Regions from separate parts of the Mus musculus genome. Here region 2 is linked to region 1. A link is a contact called in public Hi-C data. All regions are on one chromosome and are shown on one strand. Each heading gives the region's core, a stretch centred on a gene start, on an enhancer-like site or on the middle of the called end of the contact. The rest is flanking DNA. Distances are from core to core; before and after follow the strand shown. Region 1 overlaps Ank1 (ankyrin 1, erythroid). Region 2 overlaps Ank1 (ankyrin 1, erythroid).

What was found. A called contact is a pair of places that touch in the nucleus more often than the background predicts.
Region 2: a Hi-C map of cerebellum shows a contact between it and region 1, with 2.3 times the contacts expected there. The contact joins two enhancer-like sites. A contact is called at or near these places in 3 of 15 datasets of contacts at CTCF or cohesin (CD8 T cells and the NIH/3T3 cell line), 45 of 484 Hi-C or Micro-C datasets (3T3-L1-derived adipocytes, the BV-2 cell line, the C3H10T1/2 cell line and 27 more), 14 of 115 datasets of contacts at active chromatin or transcription factors (T-cell acute lymphoblastic leukemia, bone marrow-derived macrophages, embryonic fibroblasts and 7 more) and 4 of 9 other capture datasets (adipose tissue, liver, macrophages and 1 more).

What each region holds. Positions count from the first base shown.
Region 1 is chr8:23,042,643-23,045,366 of GRCm38.p6, forward strand. The region is part of intron 1 of Ank1 (ankyrin 1, erythroid); the gene reads left to right. Among named protein-coding and RNA genes, the nearest start is that of Gm51563, 6.9 kb to the left of the region's middle. Within about 2 kb of position 1,334, at least 13 of the 459 cell types and tissues checked have an H3K27ac peak or open chromatin away from gene starts, as enhancers often do. A contact at or near this core is called in cerebellum, where this site is marked.
Region 2 is chr8:23,108,067-23,110,790 of GRCm38.p6, forward strand. It overlaps Ank1 (ankyrin 1, erythroid), which reads left to right. Exons shown (of 44, transcript NM_001110783.3): 20 at 110-208; 21 at 1,182-1,274; 22 at 1,591-1,663; 23 at 2,281-2,304. Among named protein-coding and RNA genes, the nearest start is that of Mir486, 33 kb to the right of the region's middle. Within about 2 kb of position 1,360, at least 13 of the 459 cell types and tissues checked have an H3K27ac peak or open chromatin away from gene starts, as enhancers often do. A contact at or near this core is called in cerebellum, where this site is marked.

The sequences.
Region 1 (2,724 bases), core at 84-2,583:
TACATAGTCAGTTTAGGGGCTGGGGTTAAACACATCACAGTCAGTATTGCCAGGCTACCTTCTGAGCTGGACCCGAAGAGGCACAGAATGGGAGAAACAATGGCCGTTGGTCTTTTCATTGTCAAATGTGAGCAAATTGCCATGCAGGGTTATCAGTTAGCTCGGAGCTGGCAGTCCAGCTCCCTTAAGCTTTCAACAGAATCACCAACAAACTAGGCTTGACTGCAACAAACTAGGCCAGCTGCGCCTTCAACCTGTGCTATGTCTTTGCATGGCTCAGGTCCTGGAACCCTGACCAGGGATGGAGCGACAATGAGAAAAAGACAAACGTGGATGCACAGCTAAGCATGATCATGTGATCTGGGCTGTGGGTCCCCCAAACAACAGTGCATTTTATTACATACAGTTGAACAGGAAGACCGGCTATTGCATACAGCTAAACCAGGAGGCAGGGTTGTCATATACAGCTGAACCAGGAGGAGAGTGGTTATAAACAGCTCAACAAGGGGGCAGGATTGTTACACACAGCAGAACCAGGAGGCAGGGTTGTAATATACAGCAAACCAAGAGGCAGAGTTGCTATACACAGCTGAGCCAGGAGGCTGGTTTGTTTGATCTCAGTAAGAACCGCTTCTACAGGGCAGTAGTCTTCAGACTGTACACATGGGGGTGGGGGTACGGTGGTCTTTTTCTGCACAGACTATCAGCATTTACACTAGGACTCCAGGACGGCTTTTCCATCCATCTGAGCCACACCCAAGGAAGTCTTTGCCACTCCCAAAGTGTCAAGGTGTCTCTGTGACATGGCTGTTGTCCTTAAACAATACTCATTCCCTCAGCATGGGACTTACTGTCTACAACCTCGCTTCTTTTGCTGGTATAACTGCTTGTCCACCTCTGGTCCCTTCTGGCGCCGCCCAGCAGCAGGTTCCTTCCTGTTCAGGATCTCTTGCGCTAAATCAATACTTGCAGTTTTTAAACTGAAAGACCTCTCTGCATGCATGTAGATGGAGAGTTTGAAAAATGTGTCGATTCATTAAGGAAAGCTTGCCCTGTGCCGCTTTAATTCTGTGTGGACACTCCCATAAAGCTAGCCTTCTGCCAGGGCTCCAGTCTTTGTCCGGTTTTGTGAAAGCGGCCCTGATGGGGTGAAGAATGGAGGATAGAGGCTGGATTTCCACTATCCATTGGGATTGTTTGCTTCAGTTTTGAACACTCACTTCACTTTCAGTGTTCTTGGGTTTTTTGCACATGAAGCATAGACCTGGGCACCTGCCACTGACTCCCACGGCAGTACCCGGTGTTAGGCACTGAGCCGTGTTAGCAGATTGCACTGGGTGTGTCAGGCACGGGGTGACATTTAGTGGGGACTTGAGGATTTAAGCCAATAGAGCTGAGTCCTGCTCTCTGCTTCACTCATTTGAGGTTTGGGCACCAGGAACTTGGTCACCAGCATTTTAATAGACAGGATGTTTGCACAGTGAGCAGTGCCTGGGCGAGCCTTAAGTTGTGGCTCATGTCTTGGCTTTGTTTATTGGAGATAATTGTTTGTTTGTTTGTTTGTTTAACAGCACTGGGCTCCCAGCCATTACTGACAGCTGATGTAGGTGGGGGTGGAAGGCCTGCCTTCAGAACACCCCATTTTAGTAAGCTTCCTTTCCACGCAGTCCATTCAGGGCTCCGGGGCAGCACGCAGGGATTTCCTTGGATTTCCCTTCCTGACACTCACCCAGGCTTCCATAACAGCCCCGAGTCCTTGGCCCCGTTCCTCACTCGAAGTCCTCAGTGGCCTTTTCTGACTGATAAGCAATTTTCAAGCATTCTGGGATAGAGAAGGCCCATGGAGAGGTACAGCAGCTTTGAAGTGGCCTGCAATGGAGGCTCCCAAAACATAGAGAGCTTCCAGTAGAGCTAAGGCAGCCACCCAAAGGCAGAGGTCCAGAGATCAGATGCGGCCATCTTGGGAGTTTCAGAAGAGGGGATTTTTGCAAGGGGGGGGGTGTGTGGAAGCTGTGGGAAGTCAGAGAAGAGAGTTGCCCCGAATTGGCTGTAAGGGCAGATTTGATGTTGGCACTGGAGAGTGAGGGGAAGGGGAACTAAAGGAGCAAGACTCTGAATCCTAGCATGTCAGAGCAGCTCAAAGCCCAGAAAGAAGAGCTTAAAGGAAGCATGGGACCCACAAGGGCCCTAACCTGGCTCTTCCGGGGGTTTGAATGATGTCAGAGCAACAGTGAGCAATAGAGGGTCCCCGGCAAACAGAAAGCCAGATCTTATGATAGTTATAGCAATGCTGTCACCCCAACACTCTGGAGGCTGATGCAGGAGGACTGCTAAAAGTTTAAGGTTAGTCCAGGATTCGTAATTGCATTGTGTCAAAAACTGGGAGGAAAGGGGGCTGACCAGATAAAACGGTGGTTTCCACCAGACCTGATGACGTGAGTCTGATCCCCGGAGCCTACATGGTAGAAGGAGAGCGTTGACTCACACAAGCTGTTCTCTGGCCTCTACATGTGCACCATTGACACACATGTCTGCCACCCTCATAGATCCTTACAACGGTTAAACAAACAAATGAATATATTTAATATTTTTTTTAATGAGAGAAAAACTTAGGATAGGATTCTGGCTGTGGGTAGGGGATGGCCTAGACCTACCTGCATGGAGGTCAGCAGATGGAAGTTCAAAGGTGGGGAGGTGAGGACTCCAGAGAAGAAGGGGTGAAGG
Region 2 (2,724 bases), core at 110-2,609, 65 kb after region 1:
TGGGGTGGGGGGGGGAGCAGGAGGGATAGTAGATGGACTTTGGAGTTTGCATGCAGTTCTTTCCAGCAACTCTTAACCAACCCTGTCAAATGCCTGCCTCCCTTCGTAGCTAGGATACAGCCCCTTGCACCAGGCAGCTCAACAAGGACACACAGACATTGTGACATTGCTCCTGAAGAATGGTGCTTCTCCAAATGAGGTCAGCTCGGTGAGTACCTACCCGGTCCCGTTTGAGACAGATCAAGGGGCAATGCCAAGACCAAGGTACCTTACACCCAGCTCCCAGGCTAACATCTCCTGGGCGCTCACTTAGGAATCAACCAGAGCAACTCTGAGGCCCTGCCTCAGTCCTGAGCTTTGAAAAAAGGAAACAGGGGGTAGGGACAACCTAACTACATAGGTTGTTGACAGTCTTGGGTCTGCACAGAGCTGTGTGCCTTGCATATTCCAGGCTTAGACACTGGAGTGATCGTAGAATAGTGTTCCCAGCACCATGCCTCCTCTCCTCTGGCTCGTACCTATTTCTGCTGACACACCCTCTGGTGTGTTTGAAGCTGCCTTCACTATGACAGGAGTAGGCAAATTTAAGTGCTTTGGGCCTGCCTCAAAGACACCCCTAGCAGCCTTGGTGATTTCAGGATGCATTTCCTGCTCTCCTTGCGGGGGTGTGTAGGGTTACCTTGCAAGGCTGTTCCCAGCTTGGAAGGCTGTAGAGCCTTGCCTGTAGAAGTGTTTGCTGAGGGTCTGCACAGGGCTGAAGCCACGTGGACTCCAGGTCACATTCTGCAAGCAGAGAAGGATTTCACAGAGAACAAAAGCTTCGGCACTGTGCAATTTTCCCTGAGCTCTTCTGCCAGCTGGATCCTGGGGTTTCCTTACTGGCTCCTCCCCGAAGTGCTTGCCTGCCCTGGGAGCGGGGGCAGGTGGCAGCGGGGAGGGTGCCTTGTTCTCATGCCAAGGCCATATACCCAACACCTAGGGCTTACAGTTTGTCCTATTCTCCTTCCTGCCTTGTCCCATCTCTGTGGCCCCAAGGATCACATACTTATGCATACCTCTTCTTGGCTCCAAGGGCCAGTCTGTCTTTGTGGGCGCTTGTGAAGAATCCAAGGGTACTGGATCTGTGCTCAGGAGACAGACTCTCCTCTCTGACTCTCTCTCTTGTCTCTCCTTTGTCCTAGAACGGAACCACACCTCTGGCAATAGCCAAACGTTTGGGCTACATCTCTGTAACAGACGTGCTCAAGGTGGTCACAGATGAAACCAGTGTGGTGGTAGGTCTCCACCCCCTACCCCAGCTGTGGCCATGGGCCCTGAGGGTTACTGCCCAAAGTCAATGCCTCCCGCCTGGTAGGCACTGTTTAGCTACAGGTGGGGCATACTGCCACCTAGTGACCAAAGAATTGAATGGGCGAGGAAACGGGAAGTCTGGGCATGAGCTTCCAGATCAAATGCCTCCTGGGCCTGGCTTTCTTTGGCAACATATCTTTTCTATCACCTTTCCTGGCTGCTCATTTGGGGCAGTAGCAGGACAGAAACAAGTGTGCCTGGCTCCTTATGGGTCCCAGCCCCCGCCCTTTCTCTTTTCAGTTAGTCAGTGACAAACACCGGATGAGCTACCCTGAGACGGTGGACGAGATCCTGGACGTGTCTGAAGATGAAGGTAAAATCTTTGTGGATGAACTCAGGCTCCATTCTCTCAAGCATCCCTCAGAGCCCCTCAAACCTATCTAGCCTAAACATACAAGTATACAATGTAGCTAGGGAGACCCACTTCTTACAGACATTGCCTATTGACAAAATAACTCCTTTCAGATGATCTCGAGTCTTCATGGGCAAGTTAGTTGGTAGGTTTGATACAATTGCATTTGATCAAGAGCTGGCAACAGCTGCAGCAACATCTGGCTGCTGTTCTCCTTGAGCTTCAGTAACTAATAAGGCAGGTTTTTAAGACTGAGAACGCATACTGGTCAGCTGCCCTTCTGACCTAGTGGGGCAGAAAGTTTGAAGTCTTCTCCATTACCATTGGGTGATGGGTGATTAAGGTTTCAACTTTGTGATCTCCAGAGTATCTTTCACCTCCTTTCTCCCCACTCCCAAGTAAGCCCCAAATCAAGGGAACCCAGGATAGCGAGGATGGGCTTGATCTGTGGCCCCCTCTGTCTAGAATTTGGTGGTGGTATGACGGTCAGCTAGACAGTTCTAATGCCCCCTTCTTAATAACGTGCCTCTCACTATACTGGGTCTGATGCTTCAACTTGGCTCTTCTTTGCCTTCCAGGAACTGCTCACATATCTATAATGGGTATGAAATGCTTTCTGTTCCCTGTGGTCTTTCTCACCAGAGCACATCCCACCATAAGCACACAAGTTCCTCACTAACCCATGCCTGCTTCTCATCCTCCGAGGCCCGGCCCCACGCAGGGCCCAGAGCTGACTAAAACAGGATCGCACACCATGAAACCACCCCTGTATCTGTGTTCATGCCTCTGTGTTTGTGCTCATCCTGCATGAACAGTTCTATGTCCATCTTGTTGGCTCCCGGTCACAGGGACAGGGCTGCAGATCACCAGGGCCAGGGCTCCGGATGCAGTGGGAGAGCCAGGACGGGGCCCAGGGCCCAAACCACTGCTCTTAGTCAGGCCAAGAAGGGAAGGAAGGGGTGTGCAGGTTGCCAATTTAGGTGCGACTACAAACAATAAATCCAGAAGGAGGAATTTACAAG